Regions from separate parts of the Danio rerio genome. Here region 1 is linked to region 2. A link is a contact called in public HiChIP or PLAC-seq data. All regions are on one chromosome and are shown on one strand. Each heading gives the region's core, a stretch centred on a gene start, on an enhancer-like site or on the middle of the called end of the contact. The rest is flanking DNA. Distances are from core to core; before and after follow the strand shown. Region 1 holds the start of hepacam2 (HEPACAM family member 2). Region 2 holds the start of cdk6 (cyclin dependent kinase 6).

Region 1 (6,090 bases), core at 1,007-3,506, 100 kb after region 2:
CTTTACAAACTGCACAGAAAACAATATATGATTTGTTTATTATAACATGGTAGTATTACGCAGTTGAAGCACATTGGTCAAACAGCTTAGGCAAATCTGGCACAAATACAGAAATGGATATACAGATCATTCTGGAAGAGCAGTGTAAAATATTCAAATGAATACAATTACTATTCCATGACCAGAAGTTGTTGTACCACCAAAGGTCTGCTCTTTTAAATTGATCTAATGACTGGAGCCCATTTGAGTTTAATGAACTCACTATCATGTTCAAGAAACCAGTTTGAGATTGAGCTTTGTGACATGGTGTGTTGTTAAAATCAAAAGATGGGCACACTGTGGTCATTAATGGATGAACACTGTCAGGATAATTTTCAGGTAGGTTGTGGAATCAAAACAAAGCTTAATTAGTATTAAAGGGTTTGTTCACCAAAAAATTAATTGAATGATTATGATACTAATTAATCACCCTCATTTCATTTCAACCCCGAAGACCTTTGCTCATCATCGGAACACAAATGAAGATATTCTAGATGAAATCTGAGAGCTTTCCATTTACATCAAGATTCCTGACTCATTCAAAGTCCATAAAGGTACTAAAAACATCATCAAAACAGACCATGTGTTTTCACTTGTTCAATTTAAATATTATTAAGCTACAAGAATATATTTATGAGCACATTAAACAGAAAAAATTGAATGAAAAAAAAATTCTCAGTATAGGGTGCACGTCCACAAGCCCTGATGCCTATACTGACACGGAGGAGAAGGAACTGTTAAATAAAGTCTTTATTTTTGTTTAATGTGTGCATGAAAATATTCTTGTAGCTTGAAAATATTGCTTCTTCTTTGTTCTGATGCACACTTTGAGCATGCCTAAATACACTTTCGCTGCTGTGAGATTGAATTGAACGATTAACAAAAAGGAGTTTTTACTAAAGTTGCCTGCGATTTGTATGTTACTTTAAAATGACTGAATCTGACCTGTAATTAAGGAGTAAATCACCATTTTTTGGTGGGTAAAAACTGAAACTTACACTGAAAAAAAATGACTTTGAATGTGGTGTGGTTGTTGGTGCCAGACGGACTGGTCTGAGTATTTCTGAAACTGCTGATCTACTGGGAGTTTCACGCACAACCATCTCTAGGGTTTACGGAGAATGGTCAGATAAAGAGAAAATATCCACTGAGCGGCATTTCTATGGGTGCAAATGCTTAGTTTTTGTAATATTTTGTTTTATTTAACATTTTTTATAAGAGTTTTAACAAACACAGTACAATACCAATAAAAAAATACAATACAAAATAATTGACATTAGCCCCATCCCACCCCCTCAAAAAAAAAAAAGGGGGGGGGGGATCGTCTCAGTTATCAAATATACCTAAATATATACATGACATATGTAGCATAAACAAATTTAAAAAAGATGACAGTATTCACATTTCTACAAAGTCAGTGTCATGAATATATGAGTTAGCGATGAAAATCTCTTAAAATAGTTCCCCATGTGGTTTCAGCTTTTTTCTGTGAAGTTTCAAGACGTAGTCGTGCCATTTGAATGACATAAAGCAGCTCATTCAACCATCTCTTAAAACAGGGAGCCTTTTCCAATTAAGTAAGATCATCTTGCAAATGCCTTGTTGATCAAATCACGCAAATCATCTCAGAGTGGTTTCTTGAACATGACAATGAGTTCACTGAACTCAAAAGGCCTCGACAGTCACCAGATCTCAATCCAGAAGAGCACTCACAGGAGATTCACTGGAAATTCACATCATGGATGTGCAGCCGACAAATCTGCAGCAACTGCGTGATGCTATCATGTCAATCTCTCTGAGTGATGTTTCCAGGACCTTGTTGAATCTATGCGACAAAGGATTAAGGAAGTTCTGAAGGCAAAAAGTGGGTCCAACCCGGTACTAGTAAGGTGTACCTAATAAAGTGGCCGGTGAGTGTACTTTGCATTCATCAGAAAACCCTGTGTCTGTCTCTAGTTTGAGTGTGTGTTCAATAAGGTTTTGTGCTGCGATCTGACACTGTATTAAAGCTGAGTTTCTCTGCAGTGAGTCTGTATCGGTGAGAGTCTCTGGGCCTCAGGCGGACAGCAGTGTTTTGGGAAGCTCGTCCAGGTGTGTGTGTGTGTATGTGTGTCCTAATGGCTTATGGGCGGAGCCTCTATGAGCTTCTCTCATTTCCCTGGCAAATACTGTCACCAGTTCCCTTTTCTTGTCACACAGCTTCTACAGATTATATAGCTCAAATGGAATGTGTTGAAGTCACCATGATCCTGCTGATATGCAGCTTATTTGTCATAATATCTGGTAAGAGGATGTTTATTTCTTTCTGAATGTCTTGCAAGAGCAAAACATTCAGCATTTTTACTACGATGCTTTCTAAAAATGTATATATATAAGTTTGGCCAAGAGGTCAAATGAGTGTTATTTATATAAATACATTCCCAGAGTTAAAAAAAATTACAGTTAAATTAATGCCATTTGAAGTGTGTACATATATATGCATATCATTTGCACTTAGGGAAGTAGATGGAGGGATACTTTGGGAAAAATGGTTGAATTTTTTTATATTACCAACTTCCTGTTTGTGTAACTTGATTTTTAGAATAAAAATAAATAAACAAAGTGAGACTTGAACTTGTGACAGTGAAACTGTGGTTTGGTTTTAGTTCTGGAATAGTCAGGTGATTACTTCCTACATGGGAAAAATTCGCTTCCACCTTTTATTTTTGGTCATACGTATAACATGATTAAAAATATATCATTATTTTAAATCCTTACAAATATTTATTATTTTTAAATCGATTAATTACGACAGTTCAAAAGTTTTTGTTGCGACTTTAATATGTTTGTCCTTAAATTATGTTCGGTTACACTTTATTTTGATGGTCCATTTGAGTATTAATAGACTGTGTGCTTAATATGCTGATACTGCTCCTTCAACAGACATTAAACTGAATATAAGAAACTTTGTATGTACATTTCAACTAACAGTCTACTTATGATCTTATGAGAATTAGTTGCAATGTAACTTAAATTCAACAAACCGTCCATCAAAATAAAGTGTCCCCTTATGTTCCTTTATATTGCATATAAAAATCTGGCACAATTTATATTACTTTTAAAACTTAAAATTCAAATGTTTTAAAAACACTTTTACAAAATTATGTTTTATGGAAACACTTTAGTGCCATTTTATATATACATTTTAATTAGATCTTTTTACAATCATTAAATATTTTTGGCATTCAATAATAATTACATTTTGTTTAGAAATGTGTGCTTTTATGTGCTAAATTACATTTTGAACCTTTTAATAATGGTCATAATACAAAAAAATGTAAATAAAATAGTCTATCCTATAACATAATGAACTATATATTTAAAATATTAAAACAAAAGTCATGTGTGTGTGTGTGTGTGTGTGTGTGTGTGTGTGTGTGTGTGTGTGTGTGTGTATATATATATATATATATATATATATATATATATATATATATATATATGTACAGTGCTCAGCATATGAATACACCTTTCACAAATTTCTCATTAAAATTAATATTTTCTATAGGGAGCTTTACAATATTATATTTGTGCACATACATTAGTTTAGTTAGTACCGAAAGCCCAATCGGGAGCTTTATCTAACAAACTAATGGTTAAAAAATGAGCAGGCCAAAGTTATTTGTTAGGGAAAAATATTGAATAAACTTTTCAAAAATAGCTAAAATCAAGAGAAACAAAAATATATATACAATTTTGTTGAAATGTTGTAGCTTGTTTTTTTTTTTTTTTTTGTGCAATATTTTCCATGAACTGAAAAAGTTCAAGTTTGAGATCCACTGGTCTAATGCAAATTAAACTAGTCTGTAATGAAAGTTAGTCTGTAATGAGAGCTTATTTTCTCCATATAGCACAATAGAACCAATTGTGTTCTGCGGCACATCAGCTAGAAGTTCATTCATTCATTTTCTTGTCGGCTTAGTCCCTTTATTTATCTGGGGTCGCCACAGCGGAATGAACCGCCAACTTATCCAGCAAGTTTTTACGCAGCGGATGCCCTTCCAGCTGCAACCCATTTTGGATTGTGGGGGAAACCGGAGCCCCCGGAGGAAACCCACGCGAACGCAGGGAGAACATGCAAACTCAACACAGAAACGGCAACTGAGCCGAGGATCGACCCAGCGACCTTATTGCTGTGAGGCGAACGTGCTACCCACTGCGCCACTGCGTCGCCTCAGCTAGAAGTAAATTAATTCAAATTAAATACAACGTCCAAGCCAAATGCGCTGCTAGTCATCATAACTGTGACTTAATAATAACATTAATAACATTTATTTTAACCAGGTTAGTCGATTGAAAACCAGTTCTCATTTACAACGACAACCTGGCCAAGAGGCAACATTAAAAGCAGATATGAAAGAGCAGGGACGCAATACAATAACAATTTCACAAATGCAGATAATAGCATATAAAACCAGGGAACAACTAAAAACAGGCACTGTGATCTTGTACTATTAACTGGATTGAATTTTGTGAAGGATGATAGTGGAATGAAAGTGTTGAGCTTTAGATGATTCCAGGCATCAGCAGCAGAAAACTGAAAAGAGTGGCGACCAAATGGGTATACAGAGGTTAATAAATCTACTAGAGCACAGATTTTGATGTTTTCTGAATGTCAAGAAGTGACTGTAAATATAGTGGAGTTTTCCCAATAAGAGTTTTATAAATGAACCCGATGAATTTGTCGACGTGATTGAAGGGAAGGGCAATTCAATAAAGAATACTTGCTGTTGAAGTCAGAATTATTAGCCCCCTGAATTATTCGCCCCCGTGTTTATTTTTTCCCCAATTTCTGTTTAACGGAGAGAATTTTTTCAACATATTTCTAAACATAATAGTTTTAATAACTCATCTCTATTAATTGATTTATTTTATCTTTGCCATGATGACAGTACATAATATTTGACTAGATATTTTTCAAGACACTTCTATACAGCTTAAAGTGACATTTAAATTCTTAACTAGGTTAATTAGGTTAACTAGGCAGGTTAGGATAACTAGGCAAGTTATTGTATAAAGGTTTGATCTGTAGACTATCGGAAAAAAATAAACCTTAAAGGGGCTAATAATTTTGTCCTTAAAATGGCATTTAAAAAATTTAAAACTGCTTTTATTCTAGCCGAAATAAAAGAAATAAGACTTTCTCCAGAGGAAAAAATATTATCAGACATACTGTGAAAATTTCCTTGCTCTGTTAAACATCATTTGGAAAATATTTAAAAAAGTTAAAAAGGGGGCTAATAATTCTGACTTCAACTGTATATCTATCAAGAGTCATTCTCTTGTGGCAGATGCTTCCTGAATTTTCATTTTGGTGTCACCTGATTCTTTAACATTCAAAGCTTTAGTGGATTATTCACAGTCAGGCTTTTGTTGTTTTTCCAGCACACACACATACACTTGTATATGCATTAATGAATGGTGTGATGTTTGTTTGTGTTTGAGAACTCATAAAGGGTTGACCGTTTGCTGCTCAGTATCTCGATTCTTAACGCCTATTGTGAGGAAGGTGGTCGTATAAGTGCACTGTTGCTATCCTGAAATAATCCTTACCTTGTTTGAAGACAATAAGAGCAGAACAGGCCAAGCGCACTTATTAGCGATGCATTCACAGCTTAAACTGTGGCGTAAACACAGGCACACTTTTGCACATTCACCCTCCGGCCCTTTGTGCGTGCAATAAGGGCGTCTTTATTTATTATTTAGCGCACAACACGAGCCGCGCAGTCATCTATTGTAATGCACAACACTGGCTGTCAGTAGGGGTGGAGATGCTCGTGTCCGGGTGGTTAAAGAAGTCATAAAGAGGGAGGAGAATCAGACTGTTTACCTGCCTTCTGCCACACGGCTTTACCTGGCAACGCAATGCAGATTAACAGCTGTCGCTTGAAGACTGTGTGCAGTTTATCCACGCTAAAGGAAAATTTGCCCTTGAGTTTTTTTCAGATCTGATCTGAAGGGTCTGTTGAGCGCAAAAGAAAGTGTTTTGAATAATGTTGATAGCGGAACAGT
Region 2 (6,686 bases), core at 1,735-4,234:
CTGAAACCCATTTTACATCGGATATCACTCAGGCAGTGGAGATCGCTCATTTTTAAAGAAAACAGACCTTAAAATTGCAGATTTTGCATTGGCATACAGTTCACCGGAAACGATTAACCCTGGTTACTGGCAAATTAAAAGTCCTATTAACATGCTTCAGCATATACCCTGTCCGCTTGTTAAGTGTGGCGTCACGCGAAGCGGCTTCCGGCCCCAACTGAATGGGGAGATTCATGAAATGGTAATAATAAACGTTTACAAAGCGATTTAAGGCTTTCGAAAATCAAGATCGCAGTATAAATGTCCATGCCTAATATCCGATAGACAGAAAGTGATGAATTTTTTATAAATTGTTCAAATGTTGGTATTTGTTATGCAGCAAGCCCAGAGATTGTTATGTACACTATGATTTTATATACAATTAACTTTCATGTGTGATAGGAATAAAATGTGATCATAAACGAATGATTTCTCCACTCAAATGAGTGGCGGCTTGGACCCGGAAACAGTATAAATACGTCAGTAACACGTCACCACTTAACAAGCGGATACTCAGTACTCTTGAGTACTTGACTACTTTTTACCCATACTTTGAGTAATATTTACAACAGGTACTTTTAATACTTGCACTAAATTTTAGGCAAGTAATGGTACTCTTTCCACCACAGATGATTACTTCTATTGTCAACATTTCCGTCTCTTAAAGCAACTACAAATCCTCTAACCAGGCAGCTGGACTAACACAATTCCTTCATGTTGTCCCAACACAAAACGGTTAAGTTGGCCTAATGGTTTACAAATTTAAGTGGAATAAACATAAAACAAATAAACTGGCCAAAAAATTGACAAGAATTGTGTTGTTTCAGCTCATTTTAAATAACTAGTTTGAACAAGCTGCATTAATATTTACAAGAGACGCTCACGATTCAATGAGTGCACTTATTGATTATTATTAATTTCCATAAAACTTTTCGCAGAAGCCTTCACATCCAATAACCTTCCGCGTCCCGGCTCTATCTCTCTCCCTCTCTTTCTATCCCCCCGGTGTGATCCCGTTTTGACACCGAGACAAAAACAAAAAAGCAGTATGAATGGTGTGCAGATCGAGCAGGCAGGGAGAAAGCAAGAGGAGGCGGTGAGTCTTTGTAGTCTACGAGGAATGCGGAAACGCTCCTGCTCTGTGTCAAACTGCTCTGAAGGGGGTCAAGCCACATTCAGCCAGCGTGGGAAAGCGAGGAGGGGACCGAACACACACACACACACACACGCCGCGTATTCCTGCAAAACTTCCAGGGGGAGCGGATCGATGAAAATCACTCGCTTATTTTGCATGCATGCATTCGGCTCTACTCAAGACGGGCTGATCGGACGATCTTTCACTTGATCCCCTGTGCCGTTTGGTGCTGCCGGAGATGGGGCTTATTCGCGCGTGCACCATCCGACTACCTGTGTGGCCCGTGGCGCGGACGCTGCATGAGCTGTGATGCGTGTGGAGACGCAGGGAAAGTTGCTGAAGTTTATGAATGACGCGACTCTCCGGGCGGAATAAGCACCAACCGGGTAACTATACTGACCATTCACGCGTTTTTGCAGTTTTTTTGCGTGGGTTGTTAGAGTTGCGCGTTCACGTGGATGGGAATAATGTGGGCGCTTTTGGTTGCGTTTATGGATATGCGCACTGCTAAAACAATGCAATCAGTAGACAACCACGTGCTCAAGGCTGTGTGGCACAAAGAGGAGCAGGGGTTGTCAGTAGGAAACTCTGAACCGTTTGGGTTTTATTGACAATGTGGGGCATGTTTTATATTTTTATCGGTTGGTTTTGAGAGAGTTATGATGTCGGAAGCCTATTTTTGACATACCTGTAATCTCTATAGGTTAACCATGCGAATATGTTGAGTTATTTAGAAAATAATAAGGCCTAATAATAATAATAAATCCTCATTTAAGACTTTTTATTACCACTTTACATTACAACTTTTAACTTGGTTGTTGTCAAATGTCTTTATAAATTTTCATAGGTTTAAATTTAAATACTAATATATTTAATTTGAAATATTTTGGTTATTAAAATAAAATAATAAACAACTACAACAAAATGGTACAACTGTGCTGAAGCTGTAAAATATTGTTTTATTTATGTTTTGTATTCTGTATGATTTATTTACAGTTGTTTAAAGTTGGGAATTAATATTTTATTTAAATGTCAGTGTGGTCTAACCAACTTTGCAGGAAGCCATTTTGTTGTTACAAAAAAAGCTATAAAAAAAAAGGAAATGATGTCACAGAGGGTCCCATGTAGATCCCACTGATCTAGAACAGACCATCATAATTGAGTCAATGTCATTAATTTATAATAAACAGATTATATTGTCTTTTTGAATAAAAATATTGAATAAGTTAACTAAATTAGTCATAATCATGACTAAAATTGTATTTAAAATACTATATATATATATATATATATATATATATATATATATATATATATATATATATATAGTGTCACAAGTAATTTTGCTAGGTGGTTGCACCACTTGACTTGACATTTTAGCCCAAGATGCTTTCCATGTCATATAAAATGTATGAAGTATACAAAGCCTGAAAGCACGTGTGCTTTAACAAGACCTTTTAATGATTTCAGGACACCATCATTTCTCATATTCTCCCACACTTTATTACTGTGCACTCCAGATGTTGATATATTAACAAGCCTATCTGTGATATTTGGCCATAAAAGCGGCGGAGTTAGCTTTGTGTATGTTGTATTTATGATTTAAGGACTATGTACGTTATCTTCAAGCCCTAGATAAGATTTGATTTAGCTCTGATCACATTTGTGTTTACCTCTGCCTCTTTTGTGCTCGCGCTCTACAGGCAGTGCACGTGCCAGCGCCGCGCTCCCAATAATGCCTTTGTGAAATATCCGCGCGCGCTCGTCACGTTTCGGGATTCCCCGCAGATCCTCGCTGTGAAAAAAAAACATGGACAAAGAGAGCTCGACCCAGCAATATGAGCCGGTGGCTGAGATCGGCGAAGGTGCATATGGGAAGGTGTACAAGGCTCGGGATTTGAAGAACGGGGGCCGGTTTGTGGCCCTGAAAAGAGTCCGGGTGCAGACTGAGGAAGAGGGAATGCCGCTGTCCACCATCCGCGAGGTGGCGGTGCTGAGGCAGCTCGAGTCCTTTGAGCATCCAAATGTTGTCAGGTAAAAAAAAATCATAATAAAAGGAGGAATGGTGGTTCTGTTGATTAAGGATGTGTATTTGATGTTTGTACATGTCTTAGGTTTGTTTATAGGTGATAATTCCTCTTGCAGTTATAGAAAACATCACAGAAGTTATAAAGGTTTACACTACAAATAGCCTACTGTTAACACAAAAGAAACAATCACATTTGAACCATTAAAACTAGTATATTTGTTATGCTTTTTAATATGTTTTGTGACCAGTTCCATTAGGTATTATCTTAGACCAATGGAGACCCAAAGGACAATTATGGCTTTCATTAAAACCAATACAGTTTCCACTTTAACCATCAAAACCATTACATTTTAATGTTTTCATGCGTTTTCTTACATATTCCATTGGGAATTATTGTAGAGACCCCAATCACCATCATTTAAATGGAGTTAACTTGTTAATAAAGGATCAGCGGCGGAACCAAGTCTCACTTTGTCTCCTTAACCAATCACCTACTCCCTTAAACTTATTTAAGGAAGACCATCCCACTAGCACTGTTCTTCTCGGTTTTTAAACCCACCCTCTCTCCCTTCAATTAATCGCTTCCCATTCACAATCCTATAACCCTCTTTACTCCTACATGTAAGTTGAATCGGGGCTTTTAGATTAGATTAGATTCAACATTATTTTCATTACACATGTACAAGTACAATGCAACGATATGCAGTTTAGGTCTAACCAGCAGTGCAATAGCAGCAAGTGCAGGATACAGGTAAACGTTTTACCTGTTTAAGTGCAGTTATAGAAAAACTATGGTGATATTTACAGATGGATGTACTATGAACATTATACAGGTTGTACCCTCCTGTTTACCAGACATCCTCTTACTCCTGTTCCTTTTCATCCCACTGCTCTTCTTCTATCACTTTTATCCCTACATCCCTACAGTTAAGTCTAGCTTAAAATTTGGCGTGGGCCATGCTGGTTAAAACTTAACAATTTCCATTTTAACGATGGACGCCAGTACTTATTAATGAATTCTGATGTGTTTTGTTACATATTTCTTTTGGAATTATTGTAGAGACCAGTAATGACCTAAATGGCCATTATGGCTTACATTAAATCTAATACAGTTTTCATTTTAACCATCAAAACCAGTAGGTAATGTTTTCTAATGTGTTTTCTTACGTAATCCATTGACCAATCATGACCCATCATGCTTTCAATTTAAAACCAATACGATTTCTGTTTTAACAATCGAAAACAGTACTTTTTAATTAATCCCATTGTGTTCTGTTATATATTCCATTAGGAATTATTGTAGAGACCCAAATGATCATTATGGTTTCCATTAAATACAAAACAATTTTCATTTACACTATCAGAACCAGTAATTTTTGATAAATTCTATTGGGTTTTGTTATATATTTCACTGTGAATTATTGTAGTGACCAGAAGAGACCCAAATAATCATTATGGTTTCCAATAAATCCAATACAATTTCCATTTTAGCAATTAAAACCAGTACTTTTTAATGAATTCTAATATGTTTTGTTACGTATTCCATTGGGAATTCTTGTAGAGACCCAAATGACCATTATAGTTTCATTAAAACCAATACAATTTCCATTTTAATGATCAAAACCAGTACTTTTTAATGAATTCCAATGTGTAATATTCCTTTAGGATTTATTGTTTTTTGGCATGCCATCAATAAAAGACGAATAAATTACAAGTAAAAAGCCAAAGAACCATTATGTTTTCCATTAAAACAGATACAGTTTTTCTAATATATTCATAAAAACTCCTACAAATCCAATGACGACTTTCATAGGATTGCAGAAAGACAAGTCAAAATATAATGTTAATTATAAAGTCAACCCAGTGCTAAAAGGACTGAGACTAAATGCTGGTGTTTTTAAGAAAAGCCTGATGCTATAATGAAAACAGCATTATTCCTCATATCGCAAGTTTCATTTCCTGCACCTTTCTCCGGCCCTCAATATTTTTAATACGACTGCTGACATATCCTTTTCCTGATATCAGAGGTTATTGAACATGAAATCCTGTCCCCGTCAGTCATTAAAAATGTTTGGGCATGTTACGTTCACCTCTAATCTGCAGGAGATCTGAGAAATGTTGGCAGCTATCAAACATTCCTACCCATAAAAAAAGAAAGCTTTCCTAAAATGATCCATAACTAAAGCAATAGGCATGATAAGTTGTTTGGTGAACAATTAGTAAAGACACAAGTCACGCCTGTGATTTCCTGCCACATCATTTCAAACTCATCGACCCCTGTTGAAGGGACGTCCCCTAAGATCTTCGAGAAACTCAAGATGCTTCTTTTAGTTGAAGATGACTGCATACATTTGGTGAATTTGCCTCCATTGGCGGATTTTTGTTGTACCACACAGTTTCCAGTTACTCAAATAACTCAAGTGTAGAGAGTTCATTATTCAAATCTTAATAATCCAATAGAAAATGTCAATCTTAATCAAGACAGGTTGCATTACAGTGGCTGCCATACTAAATCACACACAAAAAAATGCAGTTCTCCACAAAAAAGATGACCATTTTGTTTTATACTTTTTAAAAACTGCTTGGATATGCACATAAATAGACTATAATAATAAAAAAACTAATGTTTTAAAATCTATACAAAAAAAGAGATGTTCATTATAAAGTTTCCAGTCTTGTTTAGTGGAAATAACTGCTAAAGTCATCATCTAGATCAAGCTAGATCTTGACATTGTATAATGTCATATTGCACAATTTTCCTACGTGTTGCTTCCTTGCTAGAAAGCAAAAATATCACAAAATTTCCACACAGATGGTGTGAATGACAATAGCAATTGATCAGAATAAAGCAGTGAGTTGTTTTCAGATATAACTGCTGTTTTCAGCTAAAAAAAATCCCTTTTGGCAATTCTTTTACACAACAACATGCAAATGGATTTCAGAAAGTTGTTTCAGTATCATCTTTGTGCGACTTGTAAAACCTTTTTAAGCATTATGTTCATACATCAGTCTATAGGCATGCGCATGTACAACCAAAACAACAATGGTGGATTACAGGGATGTAGTTTCTTTACAAATTGAAATCACCAACTACTGGCTTGGCATGCATAATACAGTCCTCCTAGTTGTTTTTTGTGGGTCATTTATATGCAAATCAAACCTTTTCTGTGTTAAATAAACGCACACTTAATGCATATACAATAATTACAATATCTACTCTTCATTAAAGTAATTGAATTTGTTTTTTTTTCATGTGAGCATATGCCATATTGATGACAGTATATGTAGCTATACCTGTTAATCACAGATCAATCACATTTTATTCACCAAAACCAATACAATTGTAATACTTTCTAGTGTGTGTTGTGACATATTCCATTAGGATTTAAGGTAGAGTCCAATAGAGATCCAAAGGACCATTATGGTTTCCACTTTAACCATCAAAACGATTACATGTTAATGGTTTCTAATGTGTTTTGTTGC

The links. HiChIP or PLAC-seq counts read pairs in DNA pulled down with a chosen protein or histone mark.
Region 1: an H3K4me3 HiChIP or PLAC-seq map of gastrula embryo shows a contact between it and region 2, with 4 times the contacts expected there. The contact joins the promoter of hepacam2 here to the promoter of cdk6 in region 2. A contact is called at or near these places in 2 of 4 datasets of contacts at active chromatin or transcription factors (embryo and gastrula embryo).

Annotation. Positions count from the first base shown.
Region 1 is chr19:42,977,373-42,983,462 of GRCz12tu, forward strand. It overlaps hepacam2 (HEPACAM family member 2), which reads left to right and starts at 2,257. Exons shown (of 9, transcript NM_001245085.1): 1 at 2,257-2,322. The coding sequence starts at 2,262.
Region 2 is chr19:42,876,473-42,883,158 of GRCz12tu, forward strand. cdk6 (cyclin dependent kinase 6) reads left to right here and starts at 2,985. Exons shown (of 7, transcript NM_001144053.1): 1 at 2,985-3,208. The coding sequence starts at 2,985.